Regions from separate parts of the Mus musculus genome. Here region 1 is linked to region 2. Evidence: chromatin contacts called from public Hi-C data. All regions are on one chromosome and are shown on one strand. The core of a region is the stretch at or near the end of the contact, and the rest is flanking DNA. Distances in the headings are between cores, read along the strand shown.

What was found. A called contact is a pair of places that touch in the nucleus more often than the background predicts.
Region 1: a contact with region 2 is called in a Hi-C map of uterus, with 1.9 times the contacts expected there. The contact joins two enhancer-like sites. A contact is called at or near these places in 3 of 484 Hi-C or Micro-C datasets (3T3-L1-derived adipocytes, differentiating embryonic stem cells and uterus).

What each region holds. Positions count from the first base shown.
Region 1 is chr9:30,829,743-30,836,360 of GRCm38.p6, reverse strand. No RefSeq gene overlaps it. Among named protein-coding and RNA genes, the nearest start is that of Gm31140, 47 kb to the left of the region's middle. Within about 2 kb of position 2,395, at least 28 of the 459 cell types and tissues checked have an H3K27ac peak or open chromatin away from gene starts, as enhancers often do. A contact at or near this core is called in uterus, where this site is marked.
Region 2 is chr9:30,530,948-30,537,878 of GRCm38.p6, reverse strand. No RefSeq gene overlaps it. Among named protein-coding and RNA genes, the nearest start is that of Snx19, 110 kb to the right of the region's middle. Within about 2 kb of position 4,653, at least 43 of the 459 cell types and tissues checked have an H3K27ac peak or open chromatin away from gene starts, as enhancers often do. A contact at or near this core is called in uterus, where this site is marked.

The DNA of each region.
Region 1 (6,618 bases), core at 1,146-3,645, 300 kb before region 2:
AGAAGGTCCTGAGTTCAATTCCCAGCAACCACATGGTGGCTCACAACCATCTGTAATGGGATCTGATGCCCTCTTCTGGTGTGTCTGAAGAGAGTAACACAGTGAACTCACATGCATAAAATAAATAATAAAATAAATATTTTAAAACCATCCTAAGGAAGAGAGTCCTGGTTCATGTGCGGCATGAGAAGACCTAGCAATACCCTCATAAGTCCATTTTTTAGCACTAATTACTTTGATTTGTTTGTTTTACCACTGACATCTGCTCCTCCGACTATTCCTATGCAGCCCATGCTTTGCAGGAGTGCTTAGCATCCGTCAGCTCCACAGACTACTGGGGAAATCCTGGACAGCTGGTTTTCTTGGCTTCACGTGACCATTCTGTACATAGGTGGAAGTTAGGATGTCCTAAGTTAGCTGAGATTAGACAGGGTGAAGAGATTTGCAAGATAGCGGTAATATTCTGTAAGGAAAAAAAGCATAAAAGGTTTCTTTTCAGCTATAGACTAGTGATTAATGAGATTATCATTTTCACAAATCCAATTTGCAAAATTTCCTAAAATTGCCTGTTGAGGCTTCGTGGATAATGTGATGGTGGCTTCTTACTCTAGGGAGGTATTGGGACATCTTGGCCATGGCTATGTCTGCATAGCAGGCTATGAGAATCAGGTCAACCTTTATAAGATTCTTTTGTAAATTCACCCACTTGCTATGAACCCTCTGTTTCCTTGGGGGACTGTGGGGTGGGGGCCTCTCTCATTATAATTCTCTTGTGACTTTTTCAGATGCTCAATTTTGGGTGGCCAAAAAGATGGGGTTTAAGAATAGTTTTTTTTTTTCCTGTGAGAAACCAAAAGGTTTGTAATACAATAATTCTTGGTCTTAGTTAATGATATTTTATTATAGTTAATTTAATGACAAATACTTGCTGTGTACAGACACACCAGGCACTGACCCAACAGGATACGATGATCTGATATAGTCATGAAGGATGGATCTAAAAAGTGAATAATTAAAAAAAAATGTAGTTAGGAATGGAAGGTTTCAGAAGGACAATGGCAGGCATTATTCTTGCACTCAACATTGTTCTTGGTGTGGTGTGTAACTGGTCCACAATGTCTACATTAGCTCTCTAGCTTCTGCCTCACTGTTGAGGGAGGGGGCAGGCTTGGCCCTCAGCCAGTTTTTGTCATCCCCATAGCAGGCTCCCATGTCTTCTGGGTGGGCCTCTGTCCTTTGTTGCATGTGTGTCGCTGCATCTAGACCACTTCTGAACTCTCCTCGGAGAATGTACCCAGGAGCTGTTCAGTGGGGTAAGAGGCCATGGTCGTCCTCAGGCCTAATTTGTTCTGCTTCCCTTCAGCCCTTCAGGGCTTCAGCACTCATTTATTTGTTTGTATTTGGGAGTGGGAGGAAGAGCCAATGACAGACCTCTCAGGGTCGTCTATGCAGTTCCTGGAATTGGACATGAAAGTTGCCATTGTTTTAGCGAGCGACCTCCAAACCTCCAAAGGCACAAACCGTTCGGGCCATAACAAGAACAATAACACTGATTCTTCTTGGTATGGAGTTCAAACGGTTTGACTTGAGCCTGGGTGTCCATTTTGTTAGAATTGAATGTGCACTGAATTTGAGGTGGGTATATTTATTTTTAAACTTCGTATGGCTGTAATGAAAACCAGCTGTCTCAGCAACAAGTACACGGCTTTCCCATAGAAAGCCTCGTAGTGGTAGTCAGACTACGAGGGTTTCATGTGTCACGATGTTTCCTGCTTTAACCTAGCTGTGATTTTTACCCTTTATCTTCCATCCTTGCAGCCCTCATCACAGACCTAATGATGCCTTCTCTTCTCTGGCTGTGTGGCACCCATTGGCACGTTCATTTGGTGGTCACAGATGTGGGGCCTCTCCTACACTTACTCGTGAAGGTGGGAGTGGGGAAATCCCCACACCAGGAAGGTGGTTTTCATTCAGTTTGAGTCTGGTGGTGGTGGTGCGAGGGGAGGGGGTGGTGAGACCCAATTTTCTAACTGCTGCAGATGCTTAACTCTAGCTCCAAACTGGGGACATTATTATAATTGCCAAGAGAACGTTCATTCCCTCTCATGTAAGGGTGCCTGTAGTTGCCTTTTCTTTGCTGGAGTGGAACTGAATTAAAATCCTTGCTTGAGGCCTGGGGGACTAGCTCCGTAATAGAGTGCTAACTCTGGGTTCAGTCTCCGATACTGCCCCACCCCCCATGTCCTTTCTAGTGTAGGCCGATGAGCAGGGGGCAGTGGGAGAGCAAGAAGCACAGCAGAGTGGAGAGAGGCCAGCAGACGGTGTTGGACCGGCAGCCATGATTGCTTTGGCTGAGGAAGATGCCGGAATGATTTAGTAGGTGCCTCCTTCGGCCCTCACGGCGGAGGGTGCAAGCGGACAATGGAATGCGGAATCCACTTCTTTTCTGCAATAGGAGGCTCTTGGCTGGAACACTTCCTAGTTATTAAAAATGGGGCAATGAAGTGAGCTGTAAGAGCAAACTCCCACGCAGGAACACTCAGAAGAAACCACTAGGGCCAAGAAGATGCATTAGACACGGCGAGGAGAAAGGAAAGATAAAAAGTCTGTGACCGGAAGAATGGAAGAGTATCAAGAGTGCATGGGGTGGGGGTGGGGGTGGGGGTGAGTGGGCATCCCGAGGAGGAAGATAGCCAACCAGGGACACTCAAGGAGAGCCGAGGATGACCTTGCTCCCTGCCCTCTGCTGAGAGGGAAGAGTCTGTGGGGACACCGAATTCCTAGGTCTGTCAGAGAAACAGCAAGCATGCGATGGGAGAGTACAGTGAGTGCTAGGTCACCGGGCAGTGCTGAACCTGTGGGAAAGAGTGGTTCAGAAGGTTCTAGAAAGTTCTGCAGAACCAGCTCAGAGAACACCATAAGGGGTTTCTTGACCTTCTGCTGGGGCTGGGGCATGCTCTGTGGGACCAGGGGTTGCCACAACTGTCTTTTCTTCCCATGTAGCTTTTAGTCTTCAGGTTCCCACAAACTTGGCTTTCTCAGATATTTTTGCCATTGGTTCTACCCAGTATAATGAATTGCTTCTATTGTTGTTCCATTCTGTTTAGTATATTTTCTCATTATTCACAAGACTGTGAGATTCTTAAGGACAAAGAGAGCATTTGGTATTTCTTTTGTGCCATTTACAGCCCTTAGGCTGGTGTGCAAATGGAAGGTGTGGGACAAAGGATGACTTCATAGAATGCCTTCTAGTCTGTCCTGTTTTATTTCCATCCCCCCCCACTCCCTGTTCTCTCCTCCCCTCCCCTCCCCCTCCCCTCCCCTCCCCTCCTCTCCCCTCCCCTCCCCCTCCCCTCCCCTCCCCTCCTCTCCCCTCCCTTCCCCCTCCCCTCCCCTCCCCCTCCCCTCCCCTCCCCCTCTCCTCTCCCCCTCTCCATTTTTTTTTCAGTTGCTGTGGTAAAATGCCCAGACAAAGGTGGTTTCAGGAAGAAAGGGTTATTTTGTCTTTCGTTTAAGAAAGGATAGAAAGAGTCCATCATGATGTGGGAGGTGTGGCAACAGTCGGGGAAATCATGGCTGAAGGGGCAGAAGCTGGGTGATAACTCCACGCACATACAAGAAGCAGAGAGAACAGGAAACAGGATTGGATATAAACCCCCAAAGTCCACTTCCAGTGACCTACTTCCCTGAGGTTCCACGCCTTCCCAAACAGCACCACCGACTGGGAACCAAGTCTTCAATTGAGTGAGATTAACGGGGACTGGGATGGAGCTGGGACATTTCTCTTTCAAAGCCCCACTCCTCCTCTTCCTCCCTCTCCCACAAGGGTTGGTCAGAACTTGAGTCTGGGTCTCTGCTTCCTCAGTGACTTATCTTGACATGTACCGTATAATGGCTGTCAAATGGTGCTTCAGATTCAAGCGAGGAGGATATAGGTGACACTTCCAGAGTATATTTTTCACTCACTTTATGGATTTTTGCAGAATATCTGCCATGATAATGGTTGTAACTGATGTTTACAGTCTTTTGCCCCCCTTTTTTTAAATAAAAAAAAATCCAGACAAGTTTTAAAATATCAGATTCAATCCCGCTTTGGTATAAAGTAAATTCATAAGTACATTTAAAATGAATTTTATGTTTTAGAGCAGTATTAGGCTCACAGCAAAACTAAGATGGTACAGACATTTCCTATACATCCTTACACACACACACACACACACACTCACACACACACACAGAGAGAGAGAGAGAGAGAGAGAGAGAGAGAGAGAGAGAGAGAAGAGGTTTGAGTGTATGTGTGCTTGCATGTTTGTGGATATGTGTGTATACACATGATGTGGAGATTTTAATCTATCTATCTCTTTTCACTGTATCTACTAAAGCAGGGTAACTAGCTGAACTCAGAGCTCATCAATTTGCTCAGTCTAGCTAGCCAGCTTGCCCTCTACAAGTCCCCATCTCCATCTACTATATGTTAGGATTGCATGCTGGCTGCCATAACTGCCCAGCTTTTACTTGGGTGCTGGGGACTTGAACCCCTGTCCTCACACTTGTGTAGTATGCACACCAACCACAAAATCATCTCCCTAGCACCTTGAGTGAGCCTATATAGGTAGCTGGTTATCACTCAAAGTCCACAGTTATAATGATCCTTTTGCTCTGCTCTTTCACTCTCCTCCCCCAGTTTTGTCTATTCCAGAGTGCAGTGGAGTTAGAGCTGGAAAACACATAGCCTTTTCAGCTTGGTGGCTTCCTCCTCTTCCTCCTTATTCTCTTCTCCTCAATTATGTTTATGAAAGTTTCTCTGTGTCTTTTTACAGCCTGGTAGCTCATTTTGTTTTAGTGTGGAAACACAATTCCATTGTCAAAGACAACAGAGATCCATCCACTTACTGAAAATCAATCACCTTGGAAGTTTCACAATTCTGGAAATTGTCAATAAAACTGCTATTAACATCTATATCCTGGTCTCTGTGTGGACAGAAGTTTTCAAATCAGTACAATTCACAATAGTAAGTATAACAGGTGTGTCATGTGAGGGAAGGTTTATGGTTACAGAAACTGTTAAGCTGTTTTCCATAGTGTTTGTTGCTCTGAATTTTTGGATATTCTATAACGTGTACAATAGTTTCTTCTTTTAATTTGCTACTCTTCTTATATGTATTTATTTTGAGTTTCTTTTCATATATGCTTCTTTTGCTGGCTTACATTCTTTGGTGAGGTGTGTGTTTAGGCTTCTCTTCTTTTTACTCTTCCCTTCTCTTCTTCCCTTCTCCTCTTCCCTTCTCCTCTTCCCTTCCCTTCTCCCTTCCCTTCCCTTCTTCCCTTCCCTTCTTCCCTTCCCTTCCCTTCTTCCCTTCCCTACCCTTCTTCCCTTCCCTTCTTCCCTTCCCTTCCCTTCTTCCCTTCCCTTCTTCCCTTCCCTTCCCTTCTTCCCTTCCCTTCTCTTCCCTTCTTCCCTTCCCTTCCCTTCCCTTCCCTTCCCTTCCCTTCCCTTCCCTTCCCTTCTTCCCTTCCCTTCCCTTCCCTTCCCTTCCCTTCCCTTCCCTTCCCTTCCCTTCCCTTCCCTTCTTCCCTTCCCTTCTTCCCTTCCCTCCTTCCCTTCCCTTCCCTTCCCTTCCCTTCCCTTCCCTTCCCTTCCCTTTCTTTTCTTTTCTTTTCTTTTCTTTTCTTTTCTTTTCTTTTCTTTTCTTTTCTTTTCTTTTCTTTTTTCCCCATTCTAAATTGTGTTGTTGTGAGGAGCAGGTATGGCAGCAGTCCCAAGATGGTGCCCGGGACTGCGGCTAAGTCTTATGACTTGCACCTGACTTCCTCTTACACCTGAAAATAAGCCACGACCATCGTGAGAGCTGCACAGGTGCACCATGATGCTGGCAGTTTAAATAAGTCCATATTTGGTGGAGACATGCCCCTGCCGCCCTGATTGGCTGAAGCTGCGTGCCTGGTGAGGTGACGTGGCCTGCTGTGAGTGGATGAGGACTGAGAGTATACAAGAGTGAGAGGCCCGGGGTTCGGGGGAGAAAGATGAGGTAAAAGATGAAGCGAGAGAGATGAAGACTGAAGTGTGCTGAATAAACTGTTGTTAGAAGGACTGGTGGTCGTGTCGTTCTTGCTGGTCGAGAGTGGACGCGACAGGTTGTTAGTTTTCTTTTTGTTGAATGTGTTTGAAAAGTCAAAAGACCTCAAGACAAAGCTGGGGCTGTAGTTCATTTGCATAGTATGCACAAGGGCACCCAGCTTCTAGGATAGCTCTTATGGGTTTTAGAATTTTGTATTGGTCAGTCAATTTAAACTCTTATTTCTGCCCCCCTGAAACTCTTGTTCACGTCCTTACATCCTCTCCTTTAAACTACCACTCCCATTTGTTCTGACATAGGTTTTGCTATGTAGCTCAGGCTGGCCCTGATCTTCCTGCCTCATTTCCACATGGTCAGATCACGGGTGTATACCACTAGTCTAATCCTGCCTCCTTTCCAACGCTCTTAACTCCCTCATGGGAAAGAAAGAAAACAGATTATATCCAGCTTGCAACACATGCAGATTTTTCTATTCAGTAGATTTGGAAGGAAAACATTTAACTCTAAGACAGCTGGATGATCCTGGGTGACCTGGGCCAGC
Region 2 (6,931 bases), core at 3,404-5,903:
AAGCATTATATCCAGATCCTTCAGGAAAGGTGATTCTCGAACAGATCTTCATTTGAACCAGTGAACTAGGAAAGTCTGCCCTCATGAATGTGGGTGGGTCCCATGCCATCAGCTGCAGGCTGGGAGAACATGACTTCCCTCCCTGTCTCCGAGAGCTGGGACAAGCTTCCTTTCTTCCTTTCCTGCCCTTGGACATCCAAGCTCTAGGCTGTCTGGGACTCAGATTCTAGGACACAGCCTACCAGGCCTTCAGTCCTTGGTCTTGGGTTGAAAAGTTACACCCATTGGCTTCTCTGGATCTGGGCTTAGACTAAGGCTGTCTACTGGTTTCTGGGGTTTGCCAGTGTACTGGTAGCATATTATAGAATGTCTCAGCTTCCATGATTGACTTAGTAAATCTCTTGACTGCTTTTATCTATCCTGTCAGTTCTGACTCCCTGAAGGACATTAGTACCCTACTCTCTCTGGCTTCTTGGGTTATAAATCAGGTCTCTCTCTACAGATGTGGAAATCTCGATTGAGTAGGATTTCTACACTGGAAAAGAGGATATCTTAATAGGACTTACTGGATGTGGTTAAAATGGAGACAGGGTAGAACTCATGATGTATCAAGCCACCCAGTGACCAGAGTTTGTTCTGCAAACACAGCAGACTTGAGAGCCAGGGAAGGCAGAGGGGAGAGAAGGAAAGGCAGCTAAGTGATAAGGTTATGTAAAGAAAAATAGAAGGGAAAAACATTGCCTAATCCAAAAAGAACACACTTGCGTCTTGACTCCACATAATCCGCTCCCTGCTCCCTAAGGAGAATTCCCTACCTTCTTATGCTATGTGATCGCAGGCAAGGCAAATCCCAAAGCCCTGGTCAGAACAACTAAGAAAATCCTCTGTATGGCTTTGCTGCTTTCCCCGAACCGAAGGGCCAGCTCAGTGCCCCCAGGGCTTTGTGCAGCTGAGTTGCTGACAGGCTATTCAAGGAAATGCAGGAAGGTTCTCCTTCTGTTACAAACGGGCTCTATTTCCCAACCCCAGGTCTCAGAGATGCATGAGGGCAACAGCAGTTCAGGTTAAACATTGGGGGCTTAAGTGGAGAAACCCTTAAACTGGATGCGGCCCTGGAGAGGGAGAGAGAGCCAATGAAATGCCAGAGAGCCACCCCTGTCTTGGCTAACCTCACAGGAAAGTGGTTCAGACAGTTCTTTCTGTCGAAAGTGGCTATGGGAGGAGGGAAAGGGCCAAAACCAATCCTGTTCTCTGGGGCAGCAGCTGGATCAAGAAGCACATTCTACTTAACAGGACCAGGAAAACAATATGGCAAACCAATCACATTTAGTCCTGGGATTTACCCAGGAAAGATGAACCTGTTGGACCGAGACTCTAACCGGATATCACGTGTCATGATCTTATTTTCCCTGTTCCTCCCATGTCTTCACCTCATTTCCAGCAAGGAGATTCGAGGTGCTAGAGGGTTGTGCAGATGCTCAGAGCCTATCTCCTGCCAACCTCCCCCCCCTCCCCCCAAATTCTTTCTATGTTCAGAAGCAATGTGGGCACTAGCTCTTTGGAACTAAAAATATACCTCTGTGATTTTTTTTTCAGTTTCCACTGGAAAGTGGTCATCAGATACAGCATCTCAGCACCTTCCTTAGTCAATGTGCATATGCTTAGCTTATTAATGTAACCATGTCAGCTTCTGAGACACCATGCTACTTAGATGTCTTAAGTGTTGTCTTAGATGTAACAGCTATGAAGAGCTAGTGCTGAAACTTGATAAGTCCTTAGAAACCACTCTCTCCAATCTGGGATATCTTTGAGAGAACCATAGCTTTACAAAATGGATCGTGAGCCACTTCATGCTTGGCCCAGCCCACTCCCTCTCTAATGAGAGGCCAAGCAAGGTTCTTGTCTTAGTTTGACATCATTTTCTCCCATGGATGTGAGCAAGTGGGTTTGATACTCTAAGGACCTAGATGTTTGTCATCTTGACCTGAGTTTGCCTTGGTATGACTTAGCCACACATACTTTGGAAAAAAGCAAGAACGCCAATAATGAGAACTGGGGGGTGGGGGCGGAGGAGAATTTGTCCAGTGGAATCTGTTGCTGGCTCCCATGCTAGTGGCTCCTGGAGTTCTTCTTCCCTCATGCTTCCACCTCTTATTTCCAACAGAGCAGAAAACAAACAAAAAAAATTGGCCATATTGATATCACATATGAATCACATTTTAAGGACTAAATCTTCATCCAGTGATAGAGCAGAACTGACAAATAGGCAAGGAAAGGGCTTATACACGTGATTATGAGATGGGCTCTGAATGGTTACATTGTACACTTTCTGCCTTTACTTGATCTAGGATCTAGATTTGGAGAGAAAGAAAATCAGAGAGAGAGAGAGAGAGAGAGAGAGAGAGAGAGAGAGAGAGAGAGAGAGAGGAAACTGAGATTATAATGCTTTAAATAACAACTTTTAAAATGGAGAATCTAATTTTCTGGAAGTCTTATTAGACTTTAAAGGAAGGATTTATGTTTGCATGAATTGTGCAGAAAGGAATTTTAATAACAGAGAGGCAGTGTGAGACAATGTCGATCTAGGTCATAACTCAGGGACGGATGGCTTTCCAGGAGGGATTAGCATAGGCTGCAAACTCTCTCAGCACAAGAAAGCTCGTCTCTGCCCCAGAGCTCTCTGGTGAATAGACAGACATACAGGCATTCCTCACACAGTTAATAAATAAGCCTGGGCTAGCCTCCCATTGATAGAAGCAGAGCTGGGAATTGCTATGGAGCCACACTGTGCTGGGATTCCAGTGCAGTTGTGTGCAACGGAGATGCCAGCTTCTTCCTCAGCACAGAGAACATTTTGAGCTGGATCATTCATTGTTGGTATAGGAGAAGAAGGGTCTTCCAGGGCATTGTTGGATAGGATCTTCAGACTCTACCTGTGACATAACAGTAGTAACCCACTGTCAATTTTGTGACAACAAAACAGACTTGCCCAACGTCCCCTCAGAATCCTTTCTGCCTTCTTTGTTGAGAGCATTACTATAGAGGAACGATATCTTTCCTCTCTGATGCTAATGATACAGTGGGCTAGCCTGTTGACCTTATGAGGAGGTTCAAAAAGTGCCTTCATCCCTTACAATGCTTAACAGGAGCAGGCTACTGAGTGCCAATGGGCTGTCCACATTCTTGCCCCGAGTCTGTGATTGCAGTGTAGGCAGGGATGGGAAGCCCCACTCCCATTTGAGCACCTGGATTTCCTGTGAACATCCCTTGAGCAAGCATTGAGGGGGCCAGATCCCACTGAGGCTGAGAAAATAGGGATTTCAGATTCAAAGCATTGAAACAACTTGTTGGGAATCTGAAGTGTCAGGGCAGAGATGAACGATGGCATCATCTCCCCAGAAGAACTCTTCTTCTTTTCGAAAAGAAGAAATCTGTGTGGTGAACTAAAGCCATGGGAGGAAATGCTGTGGACAAAGTATTCTCCGAGTACAAGACATTTCCCCTAAAAGCTCTCAACAGAAACATAGAACATCAAAACAAACAAATCCTCTATAGACATAGCTGATGCTCTACATTAAAAAAAAATGCCTCTGTGGTCATTAACATCTGAATGCTGTTGTATGAGGCAACCCTGTGGTTGCCATGGAGACATGTTTTTTAGCAGTGCCTGCATCACGAAACTGCACGGAAATGCTCCTCATCTGCAGCTGAACACCCAGATATTGAGGGAAGCGAGTCATGCACAGAGCAGGGAACACCCGTAAGGAGAACACAGCTGTTACAGTAAAGAGCTCCCAAGCGTTTTTGAAGCACTGGTCTTAGCGGTCTATTTGTGCATACGGATAATATGGTGGCGATGGCATCATTTCCGAGTGAGTGTGTAGCAAAGAAGAGTTGGAGACCGGACAGAATAGAATATGCATGAAAACAGGCTTTAGATTCTCCCCATTGCTACTCAGACCTAAAGAGGCTGCTGTCTGCTTTAAGCACGTTCTTTGAAGTGGAATCTGGTCCCCAAGCTCTGCCATGCATTCTGGGATCACAAAAGCAGAGACATTTCTGTGGCCACAAATAGATTAGAAAATATTTTTTTGTGGGTAATATTTGGCTGCACTCATAGAATCTGCATTCTTGTGCAGTAAGCTTTGAAAAGAGCCAGGCCATGGTACAAAACCCATTAATATCATGCAAACCATCATAGGATACGGCATGGATGTTTCTCTCTGGAGCCATGTGCCAGGTGACCCCAGGCATGTGTCTACACATGGCACGGTGGAGCTGGGCTTCTGCTCCTTGGCTAAGGCCAAACTTGTGTGCAGAAAAGGCCAGGGGCAGATGCTGACAAGCGATTCCTCATGATTGATATGTCTGTTTCCAATAAGTTGAGTTTATAGTTTGTTGGTGGGTTGACTGTGAAGTTATAAAAGCTGATGTCATAAAAGAGAAACTCGAGTGCTTGACACATCACATTGTATCTGTGTCACCCTGTGCTCTGGCAGCTGGACTAGCTTTCCTTTATAGAAGAGGAGATAACATAAAAGGGTAATAGGGCTTTAATTATAATAGGGGTTCTTTCACTGGATGGAGCTCCGGAGGGATGGCGCAACTGTGTGACTTCTGGCTTCCAGGGAAATCATTTTCCTACCCTACAGAGGGTGCACATGCAGCAAATGGTTCCAAAAGAAACGGTGCAGAGTGGAATGGCTTTGGCTGCTTTAGTAACCACCGTGGAAACTGATAAAAATCACTGGAAGAAACGAAAGCTGAAGAAACATAAATAGACTTCAAAAGTAACGTCCCTTTTGCTTTTGAGACTTTGGTTAAGTCCGAGGATTTGTTTTAAAACATGATGCTGTCAGCCTTTTCCTTCTGACGTCTGCTTGCCAGGTCAAGGAGAAAAGGAACAGCCGGTGCACGCACGGCCACTCTGTTTTGCTGCCTGGAGAAATTATGCTTATAACCTTGGTCATGACTTCTCTTTCCAAGGGGATGTTTTGCCATGGATGCAAGGGAATCTCCCATCATGCACTGCAGCAACAGAGTGACCCCCCAAACCCAGCGCAGGAAGGTTTCACTTTACAACCTTAAGTGAAAGAGAATTCCAACTGCCACAAAATGGAAAGGTGATCAGATCTGAGGCTGCTCCAAGGACCCGTCTTTTCTGTTTCTTCTTTTATCTGTTTTTCCCTCCCTCTCTATTAAGAGGTGTGTCCACCCTTGGCCCACACATGAACAATGTGAGTATTGTTTTGCATGCCCCATCACTGTGCCTGAGCCTCAGTGTGCTGGTCACCTTCACCTCTGTTACCAAGCCTCCTGGTAAGGCTCTAGCACAGGCGTTCTCAACTTGTGGGTCTCAACCCCTTTGGCAAACCTCTAGCTCCAAACATATTTGCATTACAGTCCTTAACAATAGCAAAATTACAGTTATGAAGTAACGCCAAAAATAATTTAATTTTATCGTTGGGGGTCACCACGAGAGGAACTGTATTAAAGGGTGGCAACATTAAAGGTTGAGGAGCAGTGTTCAGGTGAGTGGTTTCTACTCCCCTCGCTCATCTTCTCAGGAGTGATCTTAGGAGGGGGCGGCTAGTGTTATTGCACAAATAAGAGGAATGTGTTGTCACAGTAGAGTGGGATCTCTCAAAATGGCTGTGCCCCTGCAAGCCCAGGTCAACCTCTTAGCAGCCCACTGGATACTGAAGACAATATTCCATGCCTTCTACAGCTCAATGTTTTGAAGATGTTAAAGTCATGGTTTCTAGTTAGGTGCTATTAGGAGATGGAAGAACCTTTAAGAGATTTGTCTTAGTGAGAGGCAACTACATCCATAGAAGAAGGGGGCGCTCTTGACAGAAACACTGGGACTTTAGATGCTCTCTTCTCTCTACTTCCAGCAGCCATAAGTGAGTAGCTTAGCTCCACCATGTATTTAGTTCATGATAGTCTGCCATGCTACAGGATCCAAACAACAATGCCAACAGACTATAGGACCAAAACCTCTTATTAAAACCATGACCCAAAAGAAACCCTTTCTCATATTAGGTTGATTGTCACCTAATTGATTTGTCGCAGTGTTGGCTAACATTTCTCTGGGTTTCCTGTAGCTAGAAGGACATTGAAGACAGTTGCTTCGAGTTCTTGCTACTCTTCTCGTTGGGTGTTGAAAATGACAACCCCACGTGCCTTCTAAGACATTCAGTATTGCCTCATATCTGCTGAAGGTTATGGCTCTTCGTTTTCCTCCTCTGAAGACTATTCTGTTCCTTATCCTCCAACTAAGAACCTAATGAGCAATCAAATACTCAACTAACCCCACATAGAGACAGATGGTTGGTCACTTAGGTGCTCCACCCTGTGGGGCAGAGAAGTTTAAAGGAGGTCTGGGGGTGTGCATTAATGGCCTCTGGAGTCACCAGACCCAAGCTAAAGCTGTGGGTAGCTCCTCTGTTGATTCCTGGTCCCGTGACTCTGGGACAACCATCATGACTCTGAAGACCTCATTTCTTTACCTTTAAGACAGAGAAAGCAGTATTCATGTCTCAGAACTGGAGTGCGACCTAAAGTGCATGGCCGATAAAGAACAGCTCAGCTCAGGCTCCTTGCTTCTCCCTGTTACGGCATTAATTTTCATTTCCATGTGATGGCCCTGACTATGGGGGACTTACCTGAAGGCTCCACAAATGCCAGATATCAGCTAAAAGCCCATTATAAATTCAGCTAAATTTAGGACTGCTTGGAAATACCTCCATCCCCTGGGAGCCTGGTTTTGCAATGGCTTTTGAGTTCCATGTCCATATACGGTGGCCCTTTGTACAACTGTAAATCAGGATTACAGCACACCACCATACCGCTCGCTGCTCTGGCCATGTTATGAGCTGTGGACCAGCACTAGGTTGTACTGATCATCAAGAGATGTAAGAAAAAGAAT